Regions from separate parts of the Mus musculus genome. Here all the other regions are linked to region 1. A link is a contact called in public Hi-C data. All regions are on one chromosome and are shown on one strand. The core of a region is the stretch at or near the end of the contact, and the rest is flanking DNA. Distances in the headings are between cores, read along the strand shown. Region 1 holds the start of Eda (ectodysplasin-A). Region 2 holds the start of Dlg3 (discs large MAGUK scaffold protein 3). Region 3 holds the start of Efnb1 (ephrin B1).

Evidence for each region. A called contact is a pair of places that touch in the nucleus more often than the background predicts.
Region 2: a Hi-C map of uterus shows a contact between it and region 1, with 3 times the contacts expected there. The contact joins the promoter of Dlg3 here to the promoter of Eda in region 1. A contact is called at or near these places in 2 of 39 promoter capture datasets (hippocampal neurons and pre-B cells) and 1 of 484 Hi-C or Micro-C datasets (uterus).
Region 3: a Hi-C map of cerebral cortex shows a contact between it and region 1, with 15 times the contacts expected there. The contact joins the promoter of Efnb1 here to the promoter of Eda in region 1. A contact is called at or near these places in 5 of 39 promoter capture datasets (the 3T3-L1 cell line, hippocampal neurons, liver and 2 more), 7 of 484 Hi-C or Micro-C datasets (3T3-L1-derived adipocytes, cerebral cortex, cortical neurons and 4 more) and 1 of 115 datasets of contacts at active chromatin or transcription factors (astrocytes).

What each region holds. Positions count from the first base shown.
Region 1 is chrX:99,974,091-99,977,066 of GRCm38.p6, reverse strand. Eda (ectodysplasin-A) reads right to left here and starts at 1,461. Exons shown (of 8, transcript NM_001177937.1): 1 at 891-1,461. The coding sequence starts at 1,286.
Region 2 is chrX:100,766,084-100,769,303 of GRCm38.p6, reverse strand. It overlaps Dlg3 (discs large MAGUK scaffold protein 3), which reads right to left and starts at 1,582. Exons shown (of 21, transcript NM_016747.4): 1 at 876-1,582. The coding sequence starts at 1,232.
Region 3 is chrX:99,134,690-99,137,736 of GRCm38.p6, reverse strand. It overlaps Efnb1 (ephrin B1), which reads right to left and starts at 1,676. Exons shown (of 5, transcript NM_010110.5): 1 at 724-1,676. The coding sequence starts at 851.

The DNA.
Region 1 (2,976 bases), core at 212-2,711:
AGTACACTAAATTTGCTGGAATAACGAGTAAGAAAAACAACTACGATAATGGTTTGCTAAAAGAGATACAAACCCTCTAAAGATTATCAAAACAAAACAAAAATCCAACTTCCTGTTCCAAAGGCAGCAATAATGAAAACTCTTCACACCCACTGCACCCAACTCCATCTACAAGAGTGTCAGAACCGGCATGCAAAGGGTGAGTTTTATTTCCATAGATTTTTTAAATTGCTGTTCAGAAGTTGTCTAGCAAGACGGCATATTTCTACCAGAATTCCTCAGGGGCGCTGATCCTAACTAGAACGCAGAAGAGAATCCGTCTCAAGTTGCAGGTAAGTGTGAAAAAAGCTCAGGTCCTGGTCAGCGCACAAGAATCCAGCGCTGAAAGTATGGTTAAAAGTTGTTTCAACGGGCGTGGAACAGTTAGTACAGCTGTTTACAGCTCCAACTCCAAAGAGGAGCCTGCTAGTGCTGGCATCAGCTCGGGACACGAAGAAACAAGCACCACGGGCAGAGAAACTCACCAGGGGGCACGAGGGGCCAAGCTGCTCGCCGTTAGACGGCCACGGGGGCGGCGCAGGCACCTCCGCGCCCGGATGGGTGCAAGGCAGGCCAACTTTTCGCTAAGCAGCCCACACCTCCCCGGGGGCGGCGCGTGCAGGCTGGGCTTTCCAACTCCACGGGACCGGAGAGGGTCTGGATGAGCCAAGGCAGGAACCGAGAACAACCTGACCTGGACAACCTCTCCCCAGCACTCCGGCCCACTCCCAGCTCCTGCCCTGGAACTTGGCTCTGAGTGGCAGAGTCCCCTGAGCCCTGAGGCCCAGGCCCCCGCCCAACCGAGCAGGGGAGGGGGCCTCCAAGGCCGCCGCCCCTCCTAGGTGACTCACCTGGTGCCGGTCCTGGGAGTCAGGGGGGAGTGGATCTTCTCCCGGTTCCAAAGGCTGCTGTTGAAAGGACGGCTGCCCCAGGTGGCGGGTGATGGGACCCACCGGGTCGAGGCTCCCAGGGCTGCTTAGGGTGCCAGAGGTGCCAGGAGCACCCGGGCCACCGAGGCGGGACTCGGTTCCCCGTTCCCGCCGCAATTCGGACCGCAACTCTAGGTAGCAGCACAGCGTCAGCAGGTGGAGGGCCAGCGAGAGGCCAAAGAAACCCAGGAAGAGCCGGCAGCTGTTCCCTTCGCCCGCCCGAGCAGGGGCCCCGCGACAGCCGCAGCCCTGGCTGCCCCGCTCCCTTGGCGCTGCCGCAGGCAGGGGTTCCCTGCGCTCTACCTCTGGGTAGCCCATGGCCTCCAGAGACAACCACTATCTGAGGCCCGGGAGCCTCTGCCTCTGCCTCAGTCCTTCACGACCCCTGACAGGCGACTACTGTCCTGCCATCGGCTGGGGGCTGCAGGGACCCGTTCCTGAGCGACGGTGGCTGGGCGGGACAGAACAGGGAGCAGCCGCATGTGCAGCTCCACTCCGAGGGGTGGGAAAGGGAGGAGGAGGGGCGGGCGAGAGGGGCGGCGCGGCCAGAGAGGGAATGAGGGAGGAGGTCCTCACCTACCCCGCCCCATGCCTCAAGGGGCGGCCGGGACGCCCAACCACGGGCCCGCCAGGCCTGGCTGCCCCGCCCCCTGCCGTTCCACTCGGGCCTCCAGCCGTGGGGCGGGGCCTGGGGGCGTGGGGGTTCACCTCTGCCTGGCAGCCCCACCCAGCTCTTCCCGCTTGCCCCGTTGCAGTTGGTGAGGGCGGCTGTCGTTCATCTCTAGACTCCACCCCGGTTTAACCCTTCAGCGCCGCTATGGGGGAGGGCAGGAGGGGGAGGCTGAGAAGAATTTGGGAACCTTGGAAAGAACGTGGAGAAAAGAAAAGGAGGCAGAAACTAGCATTAATAGAAATGTTTGCAATTAACTGCAGTTGCTAATAACATCATCCAGTACTTATCTGTTGCTTTCAATCTTCAAAGCGTTTAACAGACGTTAAACTAATTAAAACAGTTCAGGGTTTGGAATGAAACCATGCCTGCTGTGTTTGCAATTCAATGGCTCGCCAGAAGAAAAGGAGACCTAGGAGCCTGGGAGCCAAACAGACTGGGAACAGGGCAACCTCACTCCTAAAATGAGTCTTGGGGCACAGTCTGAGGGCATAGAGAGGGTGCCTAGTGCCAAGTAAAACTGAAGTGATGCTGTCCGTTGAAGGCTAAAACCGTTTCCTAGGATTTCTTGATATAGTAATTCATTCAACAGATATGCATTGATCCCTTTCACAGTGCAGAAAGTACCGTGTGAGAGAACCCTCAGGCAAAAGTTTATCTTTTTCCAGAGCTGCACAAGTTTTGGAAGAACTTGAGCCTTCGAGGAGCAGGTGGGGAAACTGAGGGTCATGATGAGGTGAATTTTTACAGGGGTGGTCCACAGCATGGCCAGACACTATTGGCATCTGTATTCGCAGGCAACTGTTCTGGCCTCTCCACCCTTCCCATGCTTCCCCTGGAGTACTCCCTGGGGTAAGTTCAACAAGTCAGCCAAATGTTCCAGATGTACACTGCTGCAACGGCAGCATCTTCAACAGCTGCACCAATCAGAAACAGGGTCAGAGGGGGGAAAATGGCAAATGTCAGAACAATAGACCTGGAAATGAAGGATGGAAAAGATTAGTTGTCAAGAGTCACAATTGACAAGTGTTAGTAGTCTCAAATTTTAGAGAACTAAATAACTGTAGCAGAGCAAGCAGCCACTTTTTTTTTTACCCAGTAGGTACACTCATTTCCATGTAATTGAGAAATGAATAATTAGCAATTTTATTAACTTGAAGCAAGCGTAGTAAAAGCCACTGAGGAGGCTCAGTGGTGCGCCGGAGCACTTAAGGCTAGGCCTAAGACCTATGCTCATAAGGGAGAAGAAAAACACATAAGAGTGTAGAAAGGAGACAAAAGAGAAACAAAACCAAAAGCATATGGTGGGGAGGTCAGTGCACAGAGCACAGGGGTCAT
Region 2 (3,220 bases), core at 333-2,832, 790 kb before region 1:
CCCCCTGCCCCCCAACCCCCCGCAGCACACACTTCAGAGCAGCTTGGACAAAAGAGTCTGTCCTTCTCAGCAGCATCTCAGCCTTGCTTGGGATGTGTCTTGCCCCCCCCCCTTTTGCCTGTTAAGCGCTTCTCATCAGGGACAACACACACACACACACACACACACACACACACACACGTGTACACTCTTGAAGCCACATGCTTACACACATATACATGGAGACACCCTCGGGCGAACACAGCTATCCCTGCAGCCTCATCGACAGAGACACCTTCACATTCAGAGACACATCCTCACATATCCATGTGCACGTTCACACACAAAGGGACTGGGATGGAGAGGGACTCATGGTATGGAGAGATGACGCTCAGCCATCTGGGCACATGGGTTCTGATACATACATTCACACAAGCTCCATTGCTTTCTTCCACACACCCCAACATACATACAAACACATATGTCCCCCCCACGCAGAGCACCATGCCCCCTCCTCCCCTCCTATGGAGACACACACCACATACAACCCCCGCAGAACCTCCCGCCCCCTGCCAGACACAGAGACACTGCCACCCCCCCGCCCTGCACTGAGACAAACCCAAATCCCCCACACTAGAAAAATGTGCCCCTCCGCCATACCATCACCCCCTGATACAAACAGCTCCTCCCAATCCCCTCCAAACGGAGACCCCCTAAACAGACACACATAGAAGATGTATTTTCAACAGTCTCTCTTTGGTCAGCTGCTAAAGGCTCAGATCCATAGACTTGGAGCCCCAGCAACCTCTACTGCTCCCCAGACTTCCTAGACCCCAATCCCTAGTCCTTTGGGTTGTCCCACCAGCCTCCCCTCCTCCTCATCTGCCGGTCCTTACCTGCTCATACCAGTCCCGGTTGGTACAGGTGCACTCGGGCCACCAGCCGGGGCCACTGCCGTTGAGTTTTGGGGTGCTCTTGCCGGGGACTGGCTTAGGGGGCACTGGCCCCACATCTCGGCCTGTGGGGATGAGCTTGGCCTTGGTGCGAGGGGTGGGGGTAGCCCCTGCCTGTGAAGGCAGGGTCTGCGAGCTGTAGCCTCCATAACCGGAGCTAGCCCCATTGCCCCCACTTGGCCCATAGGGGTCCGGCACCTGCCAGTCCCCGTAGCCAGGAGGCTCAAGACGCCGCAGGGCGGCCAGGCGGGTCACCTCATAGCACTCGGGGCACTTACAGCAGTGCTGGTGCTTGTGCATGGCACTGCCCCCCGCGGCTCGGACCCCCCAGCCCACGCCAGTTTCCACGCCGCCGCCGCCGCCGCCGGGCTCCCTAGCACACTCGCACTGCTCAGACCAAGAAGGAGGGGGCACCCGTGGGGGTGCCCTGGCTGAGCGGGGCCTGGGGCCGGGCGGGCGTCCTGGGGCCTCTGCCCCCACGCTGCCCCGCACCCATGGCTCCCCCTCCAGCACTGGCGGCTCCGTGTCGCCCGTTGTGGCTTCTGGGCCGAGGCCCAGCGGCAAAGAAGAATCGGGCGCCCAGGCAAAGGCTAGGTGCGGCGAGAACCTCTTCTGCTCAGGTCCCCAGGATGGATCTGAGTGGAGTCAAGAGCATCTCTCCCTGGCTCCCTTCTCAATTGATTCCAGCCAATCAGAGCGCAGAGTCAGGCAGCGGCAGCGGCAGCAGCAGGAATGCTAAACAGCGGCTTCTTAAAGGAGCAGAAGCAGAGGCGCCCCCCCACCCCCCGGACTCAGACACATCTCCCCTATTCTGTGGAGTTACTGGCAACCCTAGTCTAGGTGGCTGAGATTTGGGCCACTAGAGAGCTGAAGAGTATGATCCTGCGATCCTGTGTTCTCGTGTTGCCAATTTCAGGCTGTCTTCTGCCCGCTCCACCCCGCCCCACTGGCAAGAGGGAGTTGCAGTGAGATGCTCAATGGGTCCCTAAGCTTGCTCTAAGCTAGGGCCATCAGAAGTAAAGGCAGCAATAGAACCGATCAAAGGGGCATCTGGACAGGGTGCGCGAAGTGCTGCCTCCTGCAGGGGACCAAGGAAAAGGGCAGCATCCAGGTCTGTCAGCGCATCCTCATCAGGACCATTGTTCTTTCATTTCCTAGGCCCTGTAATGAGTATCTCTCACAGTCGACCTTTCTTACATCACCAGTGAGAGACTAACCTCAGAACCGGCAACGAGAGAAAACTATTTATGCCTGCCTCCGACACTTCTGCCTCCACTCCATGGTTATGTTAGGGAAAAGAGGCTTGAAATGTTACGAGGAAAGGGAGTTCGGGTACAAGGAAGTGGTAAGAAAAGATCTAAAGTGAAAGAAGCCAATTCTTTGGTTCTGGCACAGCACCCAGGAATCCCGATTGAAGGAGGTCTCCTTGACTTCTCCTCGCTCACGCTGTTGGAAGGTGGGGAAAGGGTAATCATAAGACAGAAAGAATCTTTTTTTTTTTTTGAGACAGAGTGATCATCCTGCCTCAACTACTTGATTGGTGATATTACAGGTGCCACCCAGGCTAGCTTTTTGTTTCTGTCCTTGTTTTATCTTTAGCAGACAATGACTGAATCGTTACAAAGTCTGAGGTGCAAACAAAAGTCTCTATCAAGGCAGTACTAAAGGTACCTCCATTCTACCAATAAGAACTGTAAGCTCAGCGGTGCTAACACAACTAGGTAGCATAACTGAGAGATGAAAGTTCTTGCCATTTGACTGGAACCCATGCTCTAAACTACTCAGATAAGCACTGTGCTCTAAGTTCTGCAGATTTTAGGTCTCCGTTTCATTTAACAGACATTAATTGAGCACTTACCCGGTGTAAAGCCATCACATGGGTGTTGTGAATAGAGACTTGGGCTTAATTCAACAGATGTTCATGCCAAACACTGTTCTAGAATATAGTAATAGAACAATACGATATACAACAAACAGACCCAGTCCCTGAGAGGATGTAGACAAACGTAAGTGCAACAAAGAACAGAAAACCATATAGTTATGGTAACTAGCCATGGTTGTCAACTTCAGTAGAATTAGAATCACCTAGAAGATACGCATTGGGCATATCTGTGAGGGCATTTCAAGTGCGGATGAACAGACCTTCAGTGGGAGTGGCATCTTCCAATGGGTCACCCAGATACAGAGAGGTCTGAGTAAAATGCAGCAAGCCTATGCCTGCTTTCACTTCCTTTACAAAAATTATTTGTAGACTTGTTTCATTTTCTGTGTACTAGTGTTTTACCTGC
Region 3 (3,047 bases), core at 427-2,926, 840 kb after region 1:
GCTCAACTGGACCCCCGACGGGCACTGGATCGAACCCCCTTCTCAAACAAACCCTCTTCCACTCCGCCCTTCTCCACCCGCCGCCTTTGTGAGCCTGGAAGCAGCGCCCGCCTTTCTACCTCCCCGGCAGAGAGAAATGGGGGGGGGGGGGGAGTGTGCAAGAAGAGACGGCAAAGAGAAAGACAGGGAGGCAAACAGACAGGGAAGAAAGACAAATGAAAATGGGAGAAGCTGGAGAAGATATACAGATGCTGCCACTCGCCCCGGGGCGCTAGGTCCTGAGCCGCCCTGACACCTAAGCAAATGAGGAACCTGTGTTCTGGCCTGGTCCCTTGCTCAGGTCGATCTCACCCCTGGAGTGGCTGTGAGTGAAAACCACCACGTTCCCAGAGGCCCTGGAGTGGGCTGCTTACTCGCCCCCACCCAGCTCTCGGGTGCGCTCTGGAGCGCCCAGACATTCTATATCTGCCTGGTGTGACCAACAGACGCGATCCGGACTTGAGAGTAGGGCCAAACCGAAGGATCGAAACGCAGCTAAGTGCCCCCACCCCACCCTTCCGCACCCTACCCCGACTGCCCGCAAGAAAACACTAGAAAAGGCCAGATATAAAATAGGGCGCCGCACCTCCTACGGACAACCCCCCCCACGCACTTGGGGGTGCACGACCTCACCCCGAAGAAGTGCCTCCCACCCCCAGGGACCAGAGTAGATAAGTTACTCACTTAGGGTTAAGAGAGCTCCAGGACACGGGCTCCAGGTTCTTGGCCAACGGCGTGGCAAGCCGGCACAGCGTCAGCACGACCATAGCCACAAGCCACTTGCTGAGCCAACGCTGCCCAGGCCGGGCCATTTTCCCCGGGGCAGAATGCACTTCAGGATCCCCTAGCGCCTCCTCAGCAAAGCTCGCCTCGCCTGCCCGTGCCGCGCAGCGCTCGGAGCCACTCAGGCGCCCATCCTCCGCAGCCGCCGGCCTTGAAGCACTCCCCTCCCGCTGGCCTCGGGGTCGCTCTCCTTCGCCCGGCTGGCCAGGAGGACTCACTGGGCAGGCGTCCCCAACCCGCGCATGGGCTGCGGCCTCCGAGGACTTTCTTCCCTGGCCTCTCCGCCGCACGAGGCGCGACGGGGGCTCGCCGCCCCCGAGTGATCCCGCCGGATTCCGCTCGGCTCTCCCAGATTGTTTGAGACTGCAAGTCCTCTCCCCGATCGGGTCTCCCTGAAGAGCGCTCAGTGGCTGCCCCGACGCCTCGACCGTCCTGGGATTGACGCCTCTGGGAAGAAGAGGCGGGTTGTCTCCCAACAATGCGAGCTCGGTCCCCAGGCTCCCGACTGGGTCCCCCTAACACGGACTCCGTTCCTCCGGGCCACAGTGGGACTCCGCGCCGGCGCGTCCCACGACAGCTTCTACTTTAGCACCGGCCCTTCTCAGTATACTTAAAAGGCTAGTACGGCCCTGCCGAGCAAATCAGTCCCGTCGATTTGCACCTCTGAAGCCTCGGCCGGGTAGCCCGGCAGCCCGGTCGCCAAGTCCTTAATCCCCGGCGATTGAGCCCGAGTGTCTGCAGTCAGTGCGAATCACACACACCCCCCACTGCTGTCCAGCGCGCATAGACTCCCTCCGCTGCCGCTGAGCTTTCTACTCTCCTGCTCAGGCGAGCACAAGGCCAACCCTGCTCCTTCGAACCAATAGAAAGCTCTGTGACGGGGTCCTTGCCCCATACCACGCCCACAGAGCAGGAAGGGGTGGGGCTTCGGGGAGCTCATAAGGACGCTGCTCTCTCGATGGCACGAATCTGAATGTGCGGCTCTTGCGGTTATGCCTCTGTCCCGCTTAGTCTGGTTCCCAGGGAGTTCTAGGGAAGTTGGCGCTTCCCAAAAGCTGCTGGCCTGCTCTCATGCACACCCGGTCAGCACCCGGCCCACTGACCTAGAGCAGACAAACCCTGTCCCAAGTACCTCCAGAAAGCACCGTCCTTGTGTTCTTTTTATACACACAAACACACCCCACATGCGCATACTCGCGTACCAGCCCCAGAATCCCACTCGGTGCCCACTTCTGTCAGCCTGCCTGCTCCCAGTCCAGTCACTACCTACACTCTGTTGGACCCCGTCTTCCTGTCCTCGTAATGCACTCCTTTTTTGCATTGACCACGACAAGAGTCTATTAGACTATTAGAGGTTAGAGCTATGGGCAGTGGAGACTCAGAAAAAGTATTGTGTCCAAAGGGGAGGAGGAATTTATTTGCATCTAGTGAACCAAGCCTTTAAAATTTTCATCTTCGAGAGCGAGCCCTTTGAGACCCTCCACCCCAAACTCCAGGCACACAGATTTAGTCAGTCCTGTCTGAAGGCATACGAAAGGGCCAGGAGCAGGCAAGTAGGGACGAGAGGTCACAAACTGTACAGAAAGCTCTAGGACAGGGGAGAAAGGAGCAGAAGAGAAGCCTTTTGAAAGAGCAAAAGCAGGCATCTGGGCCCTGAGATTCCGGACTCCAGCCTTTCCCGGCCTCGGCCTCACCATCTGGGTCTTTGTCTCCCAGCACTGGCCCATTCTCTCCGCCCCTCCTTGTCTCTTTGCTTATAATTTGGCTCAATCCCATAGCTCAGACCCTCCCGGTCTGACCTACTCGCTTTTCTCAGGTCCCAGCGGACGTACCCACGTGCTAATGTCTCCCCCTGCTGGCCTTCTATAGACTTGCGGGCTCCCGGGATAAGCGGAGGCCTCCCACCTAGAGCCTGCTGAGCAAGTCTGGCACTCAAAGCGCTCAGAGGTAGGCATGGCAGTAGCAAGAGCCGGCCACTGGCCACTCATGTAAGAAAGGTGGGAAAGATCTGGGCTTGGGGACTTCAAAGGTTAGAAAGGCTTCCTATATTCGCGCCCCTCCTTTTTCTCCTCCTCGCTGCCTCCTCTTTTCTTTTTGTAATGAATCGGGTTCTAACTTTAGACTTACTAGGCAAGGTAAGAAGGACCAAAGAACCAAATTCCAGTTCCTTCTTGTTGCTTCTCTATGGAGATAACGGTCTGAGCCCCATCCTTTAGGGGCTTTGC